Regions from separate parts of the Mus musculus genome. Here all the other regions are linked to region 1. A link is a contact called in public promoter capture Hi-C data. All regions are on one chromosome and are shown on one strand. The core of a region is the stretch at or near the end of the contact, and the rest is flanking DNA. Distances in the headings are between cores, read along the strand shown.

Evidence for each region. Promoter capture Hi-C pulls out the DNA fragments that hold promoters and counts their contacts.
Region 2: a promoter capture Hi-C map of 3T3-L1-derived adipocytes shows a contact between it and region 1, with 2.4 times the contacts expected there. The contact joins the enhancer-like site here to the promoter of Ext2 in region 1. A contact is called at or near these places in 7 of 39 promoter capture datasets (the 3T3-L1 cell line, 3T3-L1-derived adipocytes, HPC-7-derived erythroid cells and 3 more), 1 of 15 datasets of contacts at CTCF or cohesin (pro-B cells), 1 of 484 Hi-C or Micro-C datasets (nephron progenitors), 2 of 115 datasets of contacts at active chromatin or transcription factors (embryonic stem cells and stem cell-derived neural progenitor cells) and 2 of 9 other capture datasets (embryonic stem cells and pancreatic islet).
Region 3: a promoter capture Hi-C map of 3T3-L1-derived adipocytes shows a contact between it and region 1, with 2.3 times the contacts expected there. The contact joins the promoter of Alkbh3os1 here to the promoter of Ext2 in region 1. A contact is called at or near these places in 9 of 39 promoter capture datasets (the 3T3-L1 cell line, 3T3-L1-derived adipocytes, the C10 cell line and 5 more), 1 of 15 datasets of contacts at CTCF or cohesin (embryonic stem cells), 1 of 115 datasets of contacts at active chromatin or transcription factors (embryonic basal ganglia) and 4 of 9 other capture datasets (adipose tissue, embryonic stem cells, liver and 1 more).

Annotation. Positions count from the first base shown.
Region 1 is chr2:93,821,290-93,823,852 of GRCm38.p6, forward strand. It overlaps Ext2 (exostosin glycosyltransferase 2), which reads right to left and starts at 1,279. Exons shown (of 14, transcript NM_010163.3): 1 at 1,098-1,279.
Region 2 is chr2:93,657,934-93,660,496 of GRCm38.p6, forward strand. All of the region lies in intron 1 of Alx4 (aristaless-like homeobox 4), which reads left to right. Among named protein-coding and RNA genes, the nearest start is that of Alx4, 17 kb to the left of the region's middle. Within about 2 kb of position 1,283, at least 4 of the 459 cell types and tissues checked have an H3K27ac peak or open chromatin away from gene starts, as enhancers often do. A contact at or near this core is called in 3T3-L1-derived adipocytes, where this site is marked.
Region 3 is chr2:93,978,756-93,981,318 of GRCm38.p6, forward strand. It overlaps Alkbh3os1 (alkB homolog 3, opposite strand 1), which reads left to right and starts at 1,279. Exons shown (of 4, transcript NR_045827.1): 1 at 1,279-1,879; 2 at 2,328-2,417. It overlaps Alkbh3 (alkB homolog 3, alpha-ketoglutarate-dependent dioxygenase), which reads right to left. Exons shown (of 10, transcript NM_026944.1): 10 at 1,879-2,222. The coding sequence ends at 2,130.

The sequences.
Region 1 (2,563 bases), core at 29-2,528:
CCTGAAACACCTTTCTTCCAAGCTCCGGGCTATAGCCAATCCACTCAGCCCAGCATTCCAAGTCACAATTTCCTGTTGTCTTAGCCTTTTTAGAGCTGTCCTGCCCGCTGAACAGCCTGCCACCGCTACACAGGAATGCTTCTGAAAGCAAAGAAGGCAAACAGACACAAACTTACGGTGCACAGCCATGACAGGATTAGAATTAGAGTTCCAGTGTGGCTCATTACCTCCAAAAAGGGTTTCCAATATAAAGACACTGTTTGACTGACCGTGGCAGTTACATCACGGTGAATACGTTAAGTACCCAAGTGAACACTTACCCTACACATGTGCATTTAGTATGTGCTACTTCATCCTCCTGACAGCACTGTGTGACAAACTTCTGAACCTCCCTGTGGTGGAGAAAGGTCAAGAGCAAGGCTAAGAACTTCCAGGGTTCCACAACAGAACTCCAAGGCTGGGCTTCAGCGCCCAGCAGCCTGGATCCTCAGATGACTACACAGGCTCTATAGAGCAACTAGGAGGTTTAAGTCAGGGAAAGTGACTGTAATAAAAACTCAACCGTGTTTATTATTCCCGTGAATCGCCTTGAGTTCCAGAGTACACACAAAGTTCAATTACACTACTTAGAACTAATGGCTGACTTTTAAAAATTGAAATGGACCTGCCCTAGACTCAAGACAACATCCACACTCCCTAAGTGATAGGGCGCTTCCAGATTGGCACCTGATAAGTGACACCAAACCATTATTTGACTCTCAAAACTGGACACTGTTCCCAGCATCCGGAGCGCATCTCCCAACGCTCGGAGCCAGTGGTTCCTTCCTGAGCCACCCTCTCCACCGCGTCCCACCCAGAACATGCACTGGACGACACCGGTCCTGGACAGCCAAGGTGTAAGGCCTTCCTGGGAGGACTCGGGTCCCACAACGCCCGATTACAACAGGAAGCAGAGGTTCTGGACAGGAGGTCAGGCCTGGGGACCGGGGCACAGGTACAGCAGGGGCCGCGGTGCAGCGCTGCGGCGCTCCTGCAGCCCCGGGGCTCCCAGAGGCCCAGCCCCGAGGCCCACCCGGCCGCCCGCGCGCCGCGCTCACCTCGGAACCGGCCGCTTCCCGCTCGGCCCCGCGCTCCGTCACCGGCTCTTGCCGCGGGCCGCGAGCCACGGCTGTGTCGGATCGCGCGGTGACGGGAGCCCGCCGCCAGCACCAGGTACCCTGGAGCCAGCGGGGAAGCCTGCGCCGGCCTCCAGTTCCCCACGGCTGACACGGCGCGCACTGCGCATGCGAAGCGGTAGCGCCGCGCCCCCTGCTGGACAGGAGGAGTCAGCGCACGTGAGCATTCCCGTTCGGGGCAAAGGCAGAGTGACAGCCAGGCGCACCAAGCTCTGGGATAAAACTGTGGAAAAGGCAAGCATTTGGGTCAGGCGTGGTGGCTTATATCCATAATCTCAGCACAGCAGAAGGATCACTCACTAGTTCCAGGCTAGCTTAGCCATAAAGAGACAATCTACAACTCTGCAAAGCATAGTTAGGCCCCCAGGGCAATTTGGCAGTATCCATCAAGGTGTAAAAAAAAAAAAAAAACTCCCTAGCCCTGCAATTCCAACCAACCTTCTTTGTAGTTTACCCTGCAGAAAGTCTCACCACTTATTGAAACATTCACCAGCCGGGCGAGGTGGCGCACGCCTTTAATCCCAGCACTCGGGAGGCAGAGGCAGGTGGATTTCTGAGTTCGAGGCCAGCCTGGTCTACAAAGTGAGTTCCAGGACATCTCCTGGCTATACAGAGAAACCCTGTCTCGAAAAACCAAAAAAAAAAAAAAAAAAAAAAGAAGAAGAAAGAAAAGAAAGAAAGAAACATTCACCGCACTATTTCTAATACTAGCAAGAAAGTAAACTGTAGGATTATGGAACAACGGAGAAGGAGTCGTCATACCAGTCAGCAAGGTAATATCTCCAAGACAGGCTAATGAGAAGCCACAGTCCCTTAAGAAGGGACAAGCACGATCACTTTTAGTTAAAATGTGCTTGTGCAAAATCAGAAGAGAGAAAATGTGTGAGCAGATGCTTGTGTCCAGGTGTAAGTATAATATTTTTCTGGGAAAAAAATCCAGCCGGGCAATGGTGGCGCACGCCTTTTATCCCAGCACTTGGGAGGCAGAGGTAGGCGGATTTCTGAGTTCGATGCCAGCCTGGTCTACAGAATGAGTTCCAGGACAGCCAGGGCGACACATAAAAACCCTGTCTCGAAAAACAAAACAAAACAAACAAACAAACAAAAATCCAAGACGCAGTTATAAAATTTTGGAAGTAACTGGAGCGGCATGCATAGTGGCATCTGTCACAAGGCAGCAAAAAGCTGAGTGACAGTTACTGAAAGGCTAATGAGGCAACCCAGCTTGCCATTGCTGGCTGTAGTTCTTCATCTGTCCACGAGATGCGAATGCATTTTGGTCCCGATTGTACTTTAGCGCCACCTCGTGGATATTGTTACTTACAGCTTAAATACCCACAGAGATTACTGTCTGGAGACCTAGGAAGACTTTCCTCACCAACAAAGAT
Region 2 (2,563 bases), core at 33-2,532, 160 kb before region 1:
CACATGGCAGCTTTGCCACGCCAGCTAAGTCGTCCTCCATCGTCTAGGTCTTATATAAATCAGTAGGCAAGTGCTGATTGGCTGGCAGGTACACAGGGTATGTTGTTATTTTTCCATGAGCTGATTAAGCTGCCTGTCTGCCTCTTTACTTCTAAGTACTTTGATGTGCAGTTATGAAAGAAGTCACAGGCCTATTCTTGAAGTCCCTGAAGTTGGTGACACTGGTCTCACGCACAGGGCAGCCTACTCAGTGCCAGCACGGAGGTGGGCGTGATGGGTCCTTCATGAGGCAGCCGAGAGGGGCTGGCCTCCTGCACTTCCCATTCTGTTTCCTGTCTTCCTGGGCCTGGTCCCTGAATGTCTGGTCCTGTCCCACCGGGCATCTGTTCCACTAAGACACCTGCCCAGCAGGATGCAGTGGAAGCATCACAGGTCAGGCCACTTTTTAAACAAGCCATTGCCCTCTCTGTCTCAGTTTCTGAAGTTGTGGAGTGGGGTGTTTTTACTTGGTGTCTATAAAGAGGGTGTCACCATAGCAGGTCCCAAAGACCATGTAGACTACAAAGCATATTCCCTGTTCTCCACAATGCTCTGCGTTACTTCCTCTTCCTTCTTTGACTCCGAGATCCCACTCTTCTAAACCAGGAAAGAGCCTCCCCCATGAGAAGAGCCCGGAGAATATCCACATCAGGTGGGACTGTGGCTCCTGCCTCTATTAAGCATCCCCAGAAGGATCTCACAGGCCAGGGGCGACAGTTCCAAGCCGTAAGGCAATCCACCATCAAGACAAGGCAGTGTACTGAACTGTTCTGTCATAAGACAGTCATTTACAAGTGAGTCTGATATTTCCTGCGTACCTACTGTGTGGCAATATAGCCAGAACCCAAGGGATACTTAGGGTCCTGCAGAGAGGAAGACAACGTCCAGGGAAAAGCAAAAATAAAAGTCCAGACCTCAGGCCTTTCATTCAGATGCTGTTGATATTAAACAGGTTTCTGTCTGGTGCCTCGTTTTGCCCCTTGGGGTGTTTTGAGACTGGTGTATTGAACTATAAGATAGAGGCAAGCATTCTTCCAGAAGGTACTGAGACCTGCCTTGTCCATCCCTGTGCCCTTCCCAGATATGGCATCGTAGCAGGTACACAGTAGGGCTGAATACCTGCTGAACTGATAGATCCTACCAGGAACTTCTTCAAATCACTTTAAGGGGTGCCCCGCTCCCCTCTGCTTTGCCTCAGGCCCAGAAATACTTTATTGGAACTACAGTGCCTCTTAGTGGTAAGTGTGTGAAACTGCAGCCTTGCTCTTGGCCTTTGGGAGTTGGACCTACAATCGTGACACAGAACCAGCACTGAGGGTGAGCAGCTGCCTGGGACCTCTCCCAGGTGTTGGTTGCCCACAGGACTGGTCCCTCCATGTGCCTTTTGTACTTCTAGTGTCATGGGTTCACTGAGAGTTGTAGATCTGAGGAAACATCAGTTGTTAGCCCAGAAGTTTGTTTAGGGCCACCCTTGGTACTTCATACCTGCTTTATGGCTGGTTTCTTTGAGGTCCTTCTCAAAAGGTCTCTTCTACCTCCACGAGGCAACGAGACCCCACAGGCAGTGTGTGCTGAGATAGGGAGTCCAGCCATAGAGAACCCAGAATAAGGTAAGGACAGAAATCCACAGAAATCTCACACACACACACACACACACACACACACACACACACACGCGAGAGAGAGAGAGAGAGAGAGAGAGAGAGAGAGAGAGCGCACTGGTACACAGTCACATGGAAAGCAGAGGTTGTTAATCAAGGGAGTGTAATCTTTAGTTATTCTCCTCCACCGTATTTCTTGAGAGACAATATCTCTCACTGAACTTGGAGATCACTCATTGGCTAGGCTGTCTGGCCAGCAAACCTCAGAGCTCCTCCTGCCTCCACCTTCCCAGAGCTGAGATCAGAGGCCTGTGCCACAGTGCCTGGCTCCTTGCGTGAGTGCTGGGGACTGGACTCAGGGTGCTCTCATATTAAATACGTTCACTGCTGGTATGCACAGTTCCAAGGGGTATCCCACCCTGTGTGAAGCATCTGGATGAGGCCTCTGGGAGCTGGAGGGAGCCTCTGCCGTGGGGTGTGGCATGATGGGTGCCTGTGTCTTAGACACCTCTGGCTGTACTCAAGGACAGAAGCCTACAGACCAAGTCTTATGAGGAAATCTGGACTGGGCTTGAGCATTGGCAGTCAGCCAGCAGTCATAGAGGCCTTGGCTTGGAGCCCATTAGAGCCCAGTTGGAAGGTCAGCATCACCCTACCATGACAGTGCCATCCCCACCACGATGGGAGCTTTTCTCTGAAGCTGTCCTCTCCCATCCCACTCCGTCCAGGCCTCTCATTTCCCATAACCCCACAGCACAGTGTCAGCTCCCTGTCCACACAGGTTTCCCTGGGATTTCCAGTCTCTGATTCAGATCACAGCTTATCCCAAAGAACAAATATTTCAACCCAGCCAGGACAAAACGGGCCAACAACAGGAGAAAGTTAGCCCACATCCTCTCATTTCTGCTTCTGGAAAGTTCCCA
Region 3 (2,563 bases), core at 29-2,528, 160 kb after region 1:
AGACAGCCTCTGAAATTTGTCTCTGCCAGCACATGTGCAGTAAAATACTTAGGGATTCAGCTTCTCATCTCTATAGTGGAATCAGTGTTGGGACAATGAGGTGATAAATGCAAGCTCACAGGACAGAGCCTGCAGGGAACCAAAACTCACAGAGGATGACTAAAACCAAACCTGTGCACTGCTGTTTCATGTACTTTGAGTCAGCACAGTTTTGTCAGTTCCTGGGAAGGATCTGCAGCAGGCTGGAGCAGTCACTGAACATCACTCTTCCTGTCTTACATCTAAACTCTGTAGTTCTGCTTTATGGCAAGAACCTGCTTGATACTTGAGAAGGCATGGGGTCCTAGCGGTGGAAATATCCGGCACTGATTGCACATGGAAGTCTACAGTAAAGGCAAGAAACCGAAGCTATGACTGCTCTTTGCCCATGAAACCCAGATGGAAACCACAGCCTCTCAGTGGTCTGACAGACTAGCTGTAATGAGTGTCGAGATGCAGCGCTGCTCTAAGGCAGGGAGGCAGAGAAGAGCCTCTACAATGGGGGTGGGGTGCTGGAAGACCTGGGGTCACCTGTCAGTCTCATTTATAAGGAAGAGAGGAGGAATTTCCAGCCTCAGTCATCAAACTCCTAATCAAGGCTGACCATACCATCCTGGCCAGGTTTTCTTGGCTCTAACCAGGGAACAGCTGTGAGATTAAATAGAGGGCGTGTGTTTATGGTGATTCATACCTTCTTCCTAGGAAGGCTTAATATGATGCTCAAATTGTATACAGATTTAGGATTTCTTACAAAAGGAGCTCTACACATTTTTAAAAACCAGACTCTGACACAAGGAACCAGAGAGTCTGTTCAGATTCGTTCCGTACTCATTCCATCTGAGCCTTGAGTAAGCTTGTCCAGCCTCTGGCACCGTTCCATGTCATGGGGACCATCCATCTTACAGAGTGGAATGGAAATAGGATTAAAAACCAAGACAGTAAATTTCCCTCAAGGACAAGGGAGAAACTCTAACCCATGTCCCACTTTCATCCACTGACATGAACTCTTCCTCTGGGTTTGAATTAATCTAGTACATTGCTCCTGAGTCAAGGTCAACGAGTCATGTGTTTTTATGATGCAAAAAGGGGCAACTACCCGATTCTGTTTTGGAAACCTTGGTGACATCACAGGCTAACCCCTGAACTCAGGCACCCAGTGAAAGAGAACACTGAGTCAGAAGAGCCTTAGTCACAGGCTTCTGAAATCTAAGGTAGAAGAGCCATGAGGTCATCCAAGCTATTCCCTGCAGGGCTGCTCTGATTCTATCTGGCCTGGGTTTAAATGACTCAAGAAATTCTCCAGGGGAAACTAATCTATTGGAACAGCAGTTACTAACAGGGCATTTGCTGTTCTTCAACCAAAATTTCAGCCTGGTTCTCCTGACATTCTCAGTTATTACTCGCTTCCAGGATACAGCACTGTCTTTCTTACGAGGGGTCCCAGGTGAACTGTCTGGGGTGTGGATGGGAGCTGCTGCTGTCTCTGTATTCAGAAGTCTGTAACCTAAGTGTGCCCCAGGAAAACTGACAGCTGGGAAATTCAGCTAAATAAACAGTGTCCTGAACACGCAGCTTTCCATTACAATAACATACAAGCCAAGATGTTAAGGAGTCAAGGAAGACTTCAACAAAGCCCAGAGAAGCCACCTCTGTTTGGGTTTCAGCAGCTGCCTGCCTGTGGACGGCTCCAGAGTCACTGACACGTATTTATATCTCCATTTTGCTAACGTCATAAGGAACAAACATGTTCAGATCTTCCCCAGAGGCACAAGGCCATTTGTATTTCTTCAAATTAAAGGGGGCAGAGCAGGAGGCAAAAAGCTTTTGGATCAAATCATCTGTGAGTACAGCCAGAGCAATTTTTAATTTGCTTAATGATAACCTTGATTTAGAGATTTGTCTCAAAGTAAGTGTTCCTGTAGTAGACATGTTGACAAGGTGACGTGCTGGCAGCTCTCATTCAGGAGGAGTAGAACCTGAGAAGCAAACACCACGCTTTCTGAACAGCCACATCACGGAAGTGCTTGCGGGAGATGGGGAGGGGCTGTTAGGTGCATAGCCCTCCCCTCAGTGGTAACTCTGTAGAAGTGTCACCGAGGGGCTCCTCTTGGGTCTGGATAAACGGTCCGAAAGGTTAAGTTTACTCTCGGTTGTCTGGAGTGGTATTCCTTGGGCACTCGGTGCTAAATGGAAATATAAATAGTTGTCCAGCATAAATATATGTGCATTTTTCATTAGTTCAACATGATTTACAACTTATTTATGTCTTATTCTATCTCTCTCACTAGGTGGTCTACAGTCCTGTGAGAAAGGGTCTCCTCCTCTGAACCGAGTACCCAGCCGATCCCAGCAGGCTGGGCCAGCGCCCCGGCAGCAAGGCATACCTACTTTTCTAACTGTTGCTTTACTTTAAATGTTTGTACTTAACGAGACCTCACCCACACTGATCTAGAATAGTTGTGCTGTGATGCCCAACATGGTAGCCACTGGGGCTATTTGCAGTCACTTTCTCAGTGGTCGGCAC